2 separate regions of the Hordeum vulgare genome follow, and region 1 is linked to region 2. Evidence: chromatin contacts called from public Hi-C data. All regions are on one chromosome and are shown on one strand. Each heading gives the region's core, a stretch centred on a gene start, on an enhancer-like site or on the middle of the called end of the contact. The rest is flanking DNA. Distances are from core to core; before and after follow the strand shown. Region 1 holds the start of LOC123396402 (SPX and EXS domain-containing protein 1-like). Region 2 holds the start of LOC123396496 (wall-associated receptor kinase-like 14).

Region 1 (6,545 bases), core at 2,190-4,689, 250 kb after region 2:
TTGTTTTTGATGAGTCAGTATTTCCCTTTGCTTCACTTCATCCCAATGTTGGTCAACTTCTTCGCCAAGAAATCCTTCTCCTCCCTACACATCTTCGGTCTTTTGATCATGGGGGTGATGATTGTACTAATCAATATGATGATATTCCTGCTGGTACTGGTCCTACTCTTATGCCTGTGCAGGTTCCTGGCGAAACGGCGCTCAAAATGATCAAAACGATCTTATATTTCATGTGGCAGAAGAAGACGAGCTTGGAACGGACAACGAGGATGATTCGGCGGTGCCTGGCACACCTGCACGCGCGCCATCCTTGGATCACGCGGCAGAATCCGCCTCGGATCGGGCTCCCACCTGCGGCAGTTCCGGCACTCGGGCCAGCCAACCCCGTGCAACCACGTCGATGACAGGCGGGGACAGCAGCGGGACAGGATCCCACTCGCCCCGCGTGCGCATGCAGTTGCGGTTGGGGGGCGGATCCTCTGTGTCGCGCCGCGCAGCTACTCCCAGTACGCCTGCAGGATCGGCGGCCTCACCGATGGCCACAGGATCTCCTGTGCAAACTGCTACAGCACAGGACTCGTCCGGATCGGCTGTGGCGAGTGCACCTGCAGTCCAGTCTGTGGCATCTCCAAAAATCATGACTAGACTACAAAAAGGTATACGAAATCCAAAAATAAGAACGGATGGGACTATACCATATGGCATGTTATGTATTTCAGGAGAGCCAACAAGTGTGAGCAGTGCACTTGATGATCCCAAATGGAAGAAGGCAATGGATGAAGAATATTCTGCGCTTATGAAAAATAAAACTTGGCATCTTGTACCAAATCAGAAAGGTAAAAATATAATTGATTGCAAGTGGGTATATAGAGTTAAAAAGAAGGAAGATGGCTCCATTGACAGGTATAAGGCACGTTTGGTTGCAAAAGGCTTCAAGCAACGTTATGGTATTGATTATAAGGACACTTTCAGTCATGTTGTGAAAGCTGCAACTATCAGACTTGTGCTGGCCATTGCTATGTCCAGAGGATGGAGCCTAAGACAACTAGATGTACAGAACGCGTTTTTGCATGGTGTTCTGGAAGAGGAAGTGTTCATGAGACAGCCACCTGGGTATGAAAGTAAGAAACTTCCAACTTTGTTTGCAAACTTGATAAAGCACTTTATGGCTTGAAACAAGCACCTAGAGCATGGTATTCTAGACTGAGCTTGTAGTTGAAATCTCTTGGCTTTATTGCTTCAAAGGCTGACACATCCTTGTTTATTTATAACAAGGCAGGAGTGGTCATTTTCTTGCTTATATATGTTGATGATATTATAGTTGCAAGTTCTTCACAAAATGCCACCAATGCTCTTCTCCATGACCTAAGCTCAGAGTTTGCTTTAAAAGACCTAGGTGATTAGCACTTCTTTCTAGGCATTAAAGTCAGAAAAACTCAAGATGGAATTATGTTAAATCGGGAGAGATATATCACTGAACTTTTGTCTCGTATGGGGATGAAAAATTGCAAGCCAGTACCTACACCTTTGTCTTCTTCAGAAAAACTTTCGGCCCATGAAGGAGATCCACTCCAAGAGGAAGACAGTACAAGGTATAGGAGTGATGTGGAAGCGTTGCAATATTTAACTCTCACACGCCCAGATATTACATTGCTGTTAACAAAGTTTGTCAGTATCTACATGCACCTACTTCTGCACATTGGGCAGCTGTCAAGAGAATTGTAAGATATGTAAAGCATAATATGGGTATAGGACTTCATTTCAAAAGTTCTAATTCCACTCTTGTGAGTGCATTTTCTGATGCTGACTGGGCAGGCTGTAGTGATGATAGAAGATCAACTGGAGGTTTTGCTATATTCTTTGGACCAAATCTTATTTCTTGGAGTGCTAGGAAACAAGCCACTGTATCACGTTCAAGCACAGAAGCTGAGTATAAATCCTTGGCTAATGCAACTGCTGAAGTTATTTGGGTTGAGTCACTTCTTGCAGAATTGGGAGTTAAAAATAATCGGATCTCATGCTTATGGTGTGATAACTTGGGTGCAACATACTTATCTACAAAACCAGTGTTTCATGCTAGGACAAAGCACATAGAGATTGATTTTCACTTTGCACGAGAAAGGGTTGCAGCAAAGAAGCTTGAGATACGGTTTATTCCCTCCAAAGATCAAGTGGCGGATGGTTTCACCAAGGCACTACCAACACGACCATTTGATGAGTTCAAGAGTAATCTTAATTTAGGTAGTTGAGATTAAGGGAGGGTGTTAGAATACAGAGATATCGTTGTAATCTCAACCTCCTCCTCTATCTCCTCTATCTCCTATTGTATTCAAACTCTTGTATCTATCTCTTGCACAACAAGACAACCTATCAATATAAACCAACGCGGCTCCCCTCGAGGGAGTAGGAACGCTTCATCATCTAACACACCCATCGCGATCGTTCGTGGCGCCAAGAACAAGCCGCGTGCGAGGCCACTGCTAAGAGGAGGGGCGTCGCCGACGAAGTCGCAACTCAACCCCGTGCTAGGGTTTGCGTCGACAACGAGGGGGGAGAGGGGGTCGTGTGTGTAAGGAGTGGTTGAGGATGTCGCGAGCCGTTTCATCGGTCGATTTCACCGGCGACGGAGCAAGGCGGGGTGGCCGAAGAGGCAATTTGTCTCGCACATGCAAATGCTTGTTGTTCAACACGCGGGAGCGGGCACCCTAAATAACCAGCACGGGATGTCATTTGGCTCCGCACGTGCAACCAACTTTACAAGGCATACAATTTTAACGGGAGGAATACACGACTTCGGTCCATGCATACAAAAAGTAAAAAAAAAAAGTTGAGATAACGCGCCTATTGGACACCAAACATCAAACATCATGCCAAAACCGACCCCCTCGCTCTATGCAGCCTGAATACGGTCAACCAAACTAGACGCAAAATATTGGTTTATTTTCCTGTTTTTCTCGACGAGACCCAAGTGAGCAACAAATGCATTGCAAATCGAGGGGAGCAACCTCCTTTCCTATTTGAAAGGTCCCTTCGAGCATTTCTTCCATCCTGTTCGTGCAAAATAAAAAAAAATCCATGCTATTTAAAAGGTCCGTTCTTTTCTTCCTAAAAAAAACCCGAGGGAAAAAGGTCGCGCCCAGCACGTCACTGTCAAGCACCCGTTGGCGTCAGAATCTAGAACCCCAATATGCCCTACACCGCAGGACGCCCACCGTGCGTGCGCTGGACGTGTCAACCCCCCACGTTCCTTCCTTCCTTCCTTCCATTCATCTTCCAAGCCAGAGAACAGCAACGGGAACAGATCATCACGGAATAAAGCGCACTCTTCTACCACCAGCAGCAGTACCAAAAGTCGATAGAAAATTCAAAGCTCGCCCGTGCTCCGCCTACACGTCAAACTCGCCGTCGGCGCCTCCCCCCCCCCCCCCCCCCCCCTTTCCCCCCTTCCTACGGCTTCCTCCTCCCCCCCCCCCCCCCCCCCCCCTCGCAGATCTCGCCGTTCCCTGCCACGCCGCCGGCCTCCCCGGAGAGCCGGAGGGGCCTGCGCCTGCGCCTGCCCGACGGACGGCACGGCACGGCTCCTCCTCCCTCCCCTGCCCCGACCGGCGGCGGCACGCTCTGTCGATCCTCGGTGAGCGCCCCCGCTCGATCCGATTCGCGGGCTACGTCGCCTGCCTGCCCGCCCGCTGTGGGCTGACGCAGCAGCGGGGCTGATACTGATCCTGCTGCCGTGCGCAGGGTACGTTCGAGGACGCAGGCGCCTGTGTGACCGAGTGCGCGCGCGGAGGGCCAGGGCCGGAGTCGACATGAAGGGCGTGTCGTCCATCCCCGCTGCGGCGATCATCCCTTCGCCGCTCTTCCTCTGGCGGGTCAAGGTATAGCCTTCGCGCCATTTCGACGGCCGCTCATGCATGCTTAATGTACATCCCGATGTATAGGAAGTGTGTGCTGCGGACGCCGTTATGCACATTGTCTGCGGCTCATGTCATGTTCCAGAAGAAATTTACAAAGGAGGTCAAGAGTTGAGGGGAAGTTAAGGGATAAGCCCCCTCATTGCATAAACTTTGTAGTAGCGACAAAAATCATGCCATGGAGTATAAATCTCTGCTACTCTAGGATATGCCTTTGTTTTCCATGATAATTGAACGGTACAACACCTGAACACTATTATGATTAGCTTGGTCACAGAAGATGAAGTGGCCTTTTAGCATATCCATTTTCGGTTGGAAATGCTGCTTTTTTTTTTTGCTGATTTACCCTGTAATTTCCTCCAAGAGACGCCAACATATTTACCTGTCCTTATCTAGTTCTGTGCTGTGGCATTATGTATTTTATTGATCATTTATTCTGTAACCACTAACCATTTGTACTGAAATTACCCTGTTCTCTTGATTTTCTCATCTGCCCTGATCGACATTTTACTTCTCAAATTGCTTATGAGTGTGTACCTTTTCCAGGTTATATTGTTTCTCCTATGGGGCTTGTGCTGTTGCAAGGTCAGTGTTGCTCTATTAATCGCTTTTGTGACGCATGAATTGAGCTTCATGTGGTTTGTTAATCGATTATGCTCTTGGACCTGCAGATAGGGTGGGATTCGGTTATGAGAATGAGTGTTGATCTGCGAGATTTATTTCTATACGAGGCTTTCTTATACTATAATCCTCTTCTTCTGGTGGTGAGTTTCTTTTTGTTGTTGTACATGTATGTGACATACTCAACTTTCTATGCAGAAAATTTAGTCGCGCATGTAATTGTGCTTTGTGTTCCTATTGTAGGCACTGATGATTTGGTTATGGGGAATAAATTTGTGGGTTTTCGCACAATCATCAGTAAATTATGCGAAGGTGTTTGATCTTCCACAGACACATTTATCACACCGAGAAATATGGAGGGTATGCCTATTTATCTTGTTTGCTATATCCGTTTGATATCTTGCTTGAATGCATTTACACTGACAAGCCTATCCATAGCCTATAAGCTTTTATGGTGTACTGCAATTTATGTGGCATATGGTTGTTATGGTAGCCTGAATTTTATGGATGGTGGCATTAAGCTCTCAACAATTCTTGTAGTTCCCATTCCATTATATTTTTCTAGTACAACTGTACATAACGTTCCTAAAGCAACCGTGTTTATCTTGCTTTTCTATGCAAGTAATATATATGATTCCTACTTTAGTGTCTGGATGAACATGCGTCGGCAGGGTAATTATTTCTGCAGTTGAATACCGATGGGCCGATGTTTTGAACGTGGCTCTCTTTTCTTTAAACCGTATTGTGTTTTTGTCCTGCCCATGTTCTTTTATGCCGACATAATATTGTCTAATTTCTCATATTATATGTACTCTGGCATATTGTTCTGCTGAAGTAAAACTTATTTTTCTCCATTGGCAGTGTGCTACTTGGCTGACGTTAATTGTTCCAACAAGTATGACAGCTTACCTATATCTGTATTCACATGGTGAAGTGTCTCTTGCTGCATCTCAACCAGTGTAATATCTTGAGCTCATTAAGTTGTTAATTCTGTGATTTGCTCATGGGACCTTTTGTTGTGTACAGTATGCTTGGTTTTACTTGTGGTGGTGCTTATCGGTTATCATTAATCAAATTCGTGCAAAAAATTTCCAAGAATTCTCCCGAGGAACAGTATAATATAAGATATTGTTGACATACTAAAATGAATGCCTCATTGTGTATCTCTGACTCTGTCGTGTCAATTGATAAACTGAAACTTACATCATGTCGTAAGATTAGAACAGTAGTTTCTTCATTATACTTTTTGCTAGCACTGAATGTTAATGCGATTGCCAATTTACCCTTAAAACTTATACCTATTCTCCTGTAATAATTGAATAAGTGGAAATGCCCATCTTAGTGCAATACTGTTATATGGTAAGTATAATCAATTGATGTCCGAGTACACATACATACGGATGGTTTCTTTGAATATTGAAGTGAATCTTAAGTTCTGCATGACGTACCATCCACTTACTCCTGCTTCCCCAAGTTAGAAACTGCAATATTATGCAATATATTCTACTCTGATGCATTACTTTTTGAAATGTTGAGTTATGAATTGACATATCATTCTGCCCGTCTGCAGGTTCTTTTGTATGCTATCCTTCTGATGATCCTCCTTTCTCCTTTTGATATGTTCTATTTATCATCACGCTTTTTCTTTCTGAGGACCATGTGGCGCATAATACTTCCATTACAAGTAAGTTAACAAATTTCTAGTAATATTAGATTGGTTTTGCTTTTTTGGTATGCTACAGAGTACAGACAAAACAAAATGTTTTGGTCTCTGGTGGTTATTGTATATACCTGATTGTCCTTGCTTGTGTAGCCAGTAAATCTGATTAAATAACATTTTGAATTGATTTAATGTACCCTTGCTCTACAGGCAATTACATTCCCTGACTTCTTTATGGCGGATATTTTCACATCCATGTCAAAGGTATGCATTCATTTAAAAAAATGGAGAAAGTTTGCAGGCATTTATTTAAAAGTGTTTGCTGTTCATGTTTTGTTTTAACTAATTACTCT
Region 2 (6,572 bases), core at 1,019-3,518:
GCGAAAACGGTGCGAACGTTACTCAGCCTAGAAATGCACATTATGAACGGTGCAATTTTAGTGAACATGCTTGGCAATTTCCAGTTTGTACTTGGTTATATAAGAACAGAAGGGATTTCGACTTGATGATGGTTTGATTTTGATCCAAATACTAAAGGATGATTTAGATTTACTAAATTTTATTAAAAAAGGGATGATTAGATGACCCTTGTTTGAACTCCTTTTAAGTTTTAAGAACGTTGAGCAGCCTTCTAGTTTGAGTTGCTTGGCAATTTTTAGTTTATCTAGGTTATATAAGAACAAAAGGGACTTTTACTTGATGAGATGGTTTGATTTTCACTTTTTGAAACAATATATGAAGATAAATAGGGTAGCATCTAAATCCATTCGTTTCCGCTCCGTTTTCATTCCTACTGCTAATACACCTAGACCGAACGTTATTCAACCTAAAAATGCACATTATGATCGGTGCAATTCTAGTGAACATGCTTGGCAATTTTCAGTTTGTATTTGGTTATATAAGAACATAAGGGACTTGTACTTGATGATGATTTGATTTGATCCAAAGACTAAAGGATGATTTAAATTTACTAAAGTTTATTAAAAAAAGGGATGATTGGATGACCCTTGTTTGAACTCCTTTTAAGTTTTAAGAACGTGGAGTAGCCTTCTAGTTTGAGCTGCTTAGCAATTTTTAGTTTAACTACGTCATATAAGAACAGAAGGGACTTTTACTTGATGTGATGTTTGAATTTTTTTTAATTGGACTATGTCCTTTTTCATTATAAATGAACGGAAATACATAGTTTTCAGAAACATTCGAAGGAAGGGGGGAGCGAGTTCGAGCACTGCCCAGAAACCCACTACACTCGCCCGACATTTGTGACAAATGCCATGGGGGAAAGGATGATTAGATGACCCTTGTTTGAACTCCTTTTAAGTTTTAAGAACGTGGAGTAGCCGCCTAGTTTGAGTTGCCAAGTGTGAACTTTTTTTTTAAGGTCGCCAAGTGTGAACCAGGAGATTGGATTACGTCGCGCATGATTGATCGCGGGCACGACCCGCGTGTGCAGCTGACGTGGCGCACAGCGGCACCGGGACCCACCCAGTAACAGAACGCGGGATGTATCGTGGCCCGGCTCGTGTGGCCTGTGTATGTTTCGGGAATTTTTGGAAGCACTCAGAGTCAGAGGTCACACACACAGTCAAGACTCACCGCGGTAGCATCCGTCGCCGCCCGAGAAGCCGTCGCCCTCCATCCCCGCCGCACACGCGCACCGGTGCCCCGTCTCCCCGCCGGGCGTGTCCACGTCGGTGCACGTCGCGTTCGCCGCGCAGCGCTCGCCCGTGCCGTCGGCGCCGCACGTCCCGTTGAGCCACCACCCGAGCTCGGCCACGGCGAACTCCAGCGTGGCCGTCCCCTCCGCGGTGACCACGAACACCGTGGACGTCAGCACGTCGTCGCACCTCTGCTTCTCGACCTTCTCCCACCGCAGGAACTGGTCGTCGCGCTCGTGCGCCGTGGAGTTTGCCACGGAGAAGGCGACGCACGCCACGGCGGTGTCGTTGCCGTTGCCGACGCCGACGCACCGCGCCGTGCGGAGCAGCCTGGACATGACGTCCGCGGGCACGCTGCATGATCCGACGCCCGCCGACGCGTTGATCCCAGCGCAGCCGCCGCGGAGGAACAGGCCGGTGCGGGACGACACGGCGTAGTTGCGCCCGGAGAGCGCCCTCCTGGCCTCGGGGACGCTGCGGCTGCACGACGGCGGGAGGCCGACGACGATGGTGGAGGTGGTGGAGTTGAAGGATATCACGCGGTACGCGGTGCCGCTCTCCCCTATGTATGGGAGGATCGGCGTGGACACGCTGGCGTCGCAGGACAGTAGGATCGGGCAGCCGGGGGAGAAGCCGAAAGGGTAGGGGACGGTGGTGCTGCCGCACTGGCGGCTGCACCGGTCGCCGGGAGTTTCGGCGGCGGAGATGGTTTCATGGGGGAGCAAGACAGCAAGGAGCAGGACGACGAGACGGTGCATCTCTCGTATACGTACTTGGAGATTGTACTAACTAGAGCTTGTAAACTCAGGGAGATAGATAGAGAGAGAGATTTTGGTAGGTGCAGTTGCTTGTTTGAATGGGGCTGTAGGTGAGCCCGATTAGTCAGGGCAAAATGGTCAAGGAGAACAGTCATGAATACTGTTAACGTTTTCTTCGGAAGAAACATATTATATTATCACTAGCACTCCATGTAGCGGGCCCTATATCAGTAATGGACAGTTGATTTTCAACTATTTAGTGTAGCACGCAAATGAGCTTGAATTGAATACACACGTCTTTCGGCTCTGTCGTGGACTCCATGCAAATATTTTCGCCTTACGAAATCATCCGCCTAGCCAGCCGTTAAATTTAGCGTTAGGGGACGTATAATCTGGTGTTGCATTCAAAGCTGTAGGTGCTGTCCATGACAACATCAAGCATCGGTAAAAGCTTTATAGCAACCTCCAACAGCGAGACAAAGCTGTAATGGAGCACCGACGCCGCACGCAAAGCTTCATTGACGACCCGTCGAAGCTTCATTGCAGCTCCGACGAAGCTTCATTGACGCCTGATACGTCTTCATTGTATCTACTTTTCCAAACTCTTTTGTCTTTGTTTTTTACTCTAATTAGCATTATTTGAATGGAACTAACCTGGACTGACGCTGTTTTCAGCATAATTGCCATGGTGTTGTTTTCGTGCAGAAATAAAAGTTCTCGGAATGACCTGAAATCTTACGAGGATTTTTTGTGAAATATATAAAAAATATTGGCCCAAGAATTACCCGAAGATACGGAGCCACGGGCCCACGAGCCCAGGAGGCGTGCCCCCCTAGGGCGCGCCTCGCAGGCTCGTGATGCCTACGTGGCTCCGCAGCCTCCAACTCCGCCTCTATATAGTCTCTCTCGCCTAGAAAAAAATCAAGAGAGAAGAGTTCATCGCGTTTCAAGATACGGAGCCGCCGCCACCGACTGTTCTTCTTCGGGAGGGCAGATCTGGAGTCTGTTCTAGGCTCCGGAGAGGGGAAATCGACGCTGTCGTCATCATCAACCATCCTCCATCGCCAATTTCATGATGCTCTTCATCGTTCGTGAGTGATCTCAATGTAAGCTTGCTGGACGGTGATGGGTTGGATGAGATCTATCATGTAGTCGAGTTAGTTTGATGAGGTTTGATCCCTAGTATCCACTATGTTCTAAGATTGATGTTGCTACTACGTTACTATGCTTAATGCTTGTCACTACGGTCCGAGTGCCATGATTTCAGATCTGAACCTATTATGTTTTCATCAATATATGTGTGTTCTTGATCCTATCTTGCAAGTTGTAGTCACCTACTATGTGTTATGACCCGGCTGTTAGGGCATAGTTTATGCCAAAGTAATTTTGGTGATTGATGACAGTACCGTAAAGGACTAATCGTGTGTGTTAAGATTTCAGATAACACATGTCAACGGCACAAGACGACTCGCCCCCTCTTTCCATGGAACAGAAGCACGGTGTACTCTACGATTCTCTTTCTTTGAGTCATAGGAACGCCGTACTATTAAGAGGGGACCCGTAGTGGAAAGGTTTGGGTGGAATCAATTTTGCACGCGCACACTTTATCTTCTTTCCCCTTACCTGCAACTTTGGAGTGGCTCCCGCCTCCGTGTTTATCTCGTCTAAGCAAATGGTCCCTCAGCGGTAGTACCGCTGTGCCTAGCGGTAGTACCGCTGTGCCTAGCGGTGGTACCGCTGGAGTGCTAGCGGTAGTACCGTTGCAGCCAGCGGTAGTACCGCTAGGCTGGCTGTAGTACCGCCCGTGGTTAGTGGAAGTACCGCTCCAGGAGCTTAGTACCGCCTTCCTAGCGGTTGTACTTCGACGGACCTTTTTGCGAAGACTTTCTTGGCGGTGGTTGGCCCGGTAGTGCTTATGCACTACCATGGGCCCAGCGGTAGTACCGCTGCAGCCAGCGGTAGTAGCGCTGGAGTGCCAACGGTAGTACCGCAGCAGCAGCGGTAGTACCACTGGAGTGCTAGCAGTAGTACCGCTAGGCTCGGGCTGTGAGTGGGAAAACGGTTGGATTTTCCCTCCACTATATAAGGGGTTCTTCTAGCTGTGGAACCCTATCTGTTACCCTCCCAAGCTCCATTGTTGCTCCCTAAGTTCAAAAGTGTCCGATCTCTCTCCCTAGCCAATCAAACTTGTTGATTCTTTGGGGATTGGTTGAGAAGGCCTAGATCTACACTTCCACCAAGAGAAAAGTTGATTCCCCCACCAATCCGTTGCGGATCTTGTTACTCTTGGGTGTTTGAGCATCCTAGACGGTTGAGGTCACCTCGGAGCCATATTCCATTGTGGTGAAGCTTCGTGGTCTTGTTGGGAGCCTCCAAGCTTTGTGTGGAGTTTGCCCCAACCTTGTTTGTAAAGGTTCGGTCGCCGCCTTCAAGGGCACCTATAGTGGAATCACGGTACCTTGCATCGTGTGAGGGCGTGAGGAGAATACGGTGGCCTTAGTGGCTTATTGGGGAGCATTGTGCCTCCACACGGCTCCAACGGAGACGTACTTCCTGTCAAAGGGAAGGAACTTCGGTAACACATCCTCGTCTTCATTGGTTCCACTTGTGGTTATCTCTAAACTTTACTTTGTGTATGCTTATGTTGTTGTCTATCTCTTACTTGTCTTAGTAGCTCTTGTTGTTAGCTTCATTACGGTTCACCCCATTGTTGTTATTCTTGTGAACCTGTATGTTGTTTACCCTAACTTGCTAAGATTAATTAAAAAGTCGTTGTTGCGTATTCACCCCCCTCTAGTCAACCATATCGATCCTTTCAATTGGTATCAGAGCCACGTCTCTTTATTAAGGGTTTAACCACCTGGAGAGTATGGAAGATGATGAGGGAGTTCCCCGTGCACAAACCGAGGGCATGGACTTGACTTCGATCACAAGGGACGACTTGAATACGGCTATGGCCACACTCAAGATGTCCATGACGAACGAGGTCAAGACCATGCTTAAAGAGTTAATTGAGGGAATTAAAAACTCTCCTGAACCGGCATTGGTGGTTAAACCCACCACCACGGATTCGGAGGCCAATTCCGTCAAGGAAACGGCTAAAGGCATGCAACCTTCCCAACCTCTCGAAAATGATGGGAATGGGACGTATGCATCTGTTCCACCACCCTTAGTCTATGGAGGACCGGTTCCCACACCGCGTCTTAATCCTGTTGGTCCGCCTCCTAAGCTTGTAAAAGGTGATTTTGCTAACTGGGTATTTTCTATTAAGTCTCATTTGAATCACAGCTCAACAAATTTGTGGAGAATCATCGAGCAAGGATATTATCCTCATAATCCAAGCAACCTCACTCCAAGAGAAGATGCGGACAATCAATACAATCACTCTGCTTTGTTTATTCTCCAGTCCGCAGTGCCACCTGAAGATCTTCCTCACTTGCGTCCCTTCACCTTGGCCAAGGACTGTTGGGAGCACATTATGGTGTTGTACAAGGGAAGCTCAAGCATTCAACGGTCCAACTATGAAGTGATACTTGATAAGGCCGATGAGTTTGTGATGAAGGAAGACGAGGACCCTCGTGCTCTCTATCGGAGGGTGACTGCTACTACTGTGGCACTCAAGGACCATGTGAGCAAGGATGTGGATGATACATGGGCAAGCGCAAGTTTCTCAAAGCCATCATGCCTTTCAATACAACCATGTCATCTGTCATTCGTCAGCGACCAGACTTCCACTCCTTGTCTTCCAGTGAGGTGTTGGATGAATTCATTGCAATGTCAATCATGAACGAAACAGCTGACAATGCACTTGCTCGTGTTCGCTCAAAGACAACTTCACCCAACCTTGCGTTAAAGGAAAAAAGTAACGTTTGAAGAAGAAGAAGAGGATGAGGAAGAGGAGAGCTGCCCTGAAGACACGAAATATGCCTATCATGAGCACATGGCTCTTGCGTCAAGGCAATTCTGGGGCAACAAGAGGAACTCAAGACCCACCTTCACAAAGAACAACTCGAGTGGGTTCAAACCCAAGCAACGAGTGAGGACATGCTATAACTGTGGTAACGTGAGTCACTTCGTGGCCGAATGTCCCGATGAGAAAAGGGAAGACAACGGGGGCAAGCTCATTCGCAAAGACAAAACCAAGTCATTCCCAATCAAGAACAACTTTGTGAAGAAACCTCACCCAAAGGGGATGGTGGCCCTTGAAGAGTACCCTTCCGATGATGATGATGATGATGATACAGTGGCAACGACAACTGTTGCTATTGCCACTCACTCTCCCCAGAAGGTGTCTCTCTTCAACGCCCCCAACGAGAACCACATCACCAAGTGTCTCATGGCAAAAGATATCAATCAGGTAACCCCCATTATTAAGACCAACATCGCTACTGCTCCTTCATTGTTAAATTGTGTTGATAATAGTGATGTTGGGGAACTTAATGAGCATGATCTTGACAAGTTTATGTGCACTATTAAGGGAGAATCCAAGAAGCACTTTGTTTCTCTCTTGGAACAACTGAGTGAGGCCAATGACCT

The links. Hi-C and Micro-C count contacts between places; a contact is called where the count stands out from the background.
Region 1: a Hi-C map of leaf shows a contact between it and region 2, with 9 times the contacts expected there. The contact joins the promoter of LOC123396402 here to the promoter of LOC123396496 in region 2. A contact is called at or near these places in 4 of 6 Hi-C or Micro-C datasets (leaf and seedling) and 1 of 1 datasets of contacts at active chromatin or transcription factors (embryo).

What each region holds. Positions count from the first base shown.
Region 1 is chr5H:56,910,966-56,917,510 of MorexV3_pseudomolecules_assembly, forward strand. It overlaps LOC123396402 (SPX and EXS domain-containing protein 1-like), which reads left to right and starts at 3,440. Exons shown (of 13, transcript XM_045091349.1): 1 at 3,440-3,631; 2 at 3,739-3,875; 3 at 4,458-4,496; 4 at 4,583-4,675; 5 at 4,776-4,892; 6 at 5,394-5,489; 7 at 6,103-6,216; 8 at 6,403-6,456. The coding sequence starts at 3,807.
Region 2 is chr5H:56,667,014-56,673,585 of MorexV3_pseudomolecules_assembly, forward strand. LOC123396496 (wall-associated receptor kinase-like 14) reads right to left here and starts at 2,269. Exons shown (of 4, transcript XM_045091413.1): 1 at 1,217-2,269. The coding sequence starts at 2,036.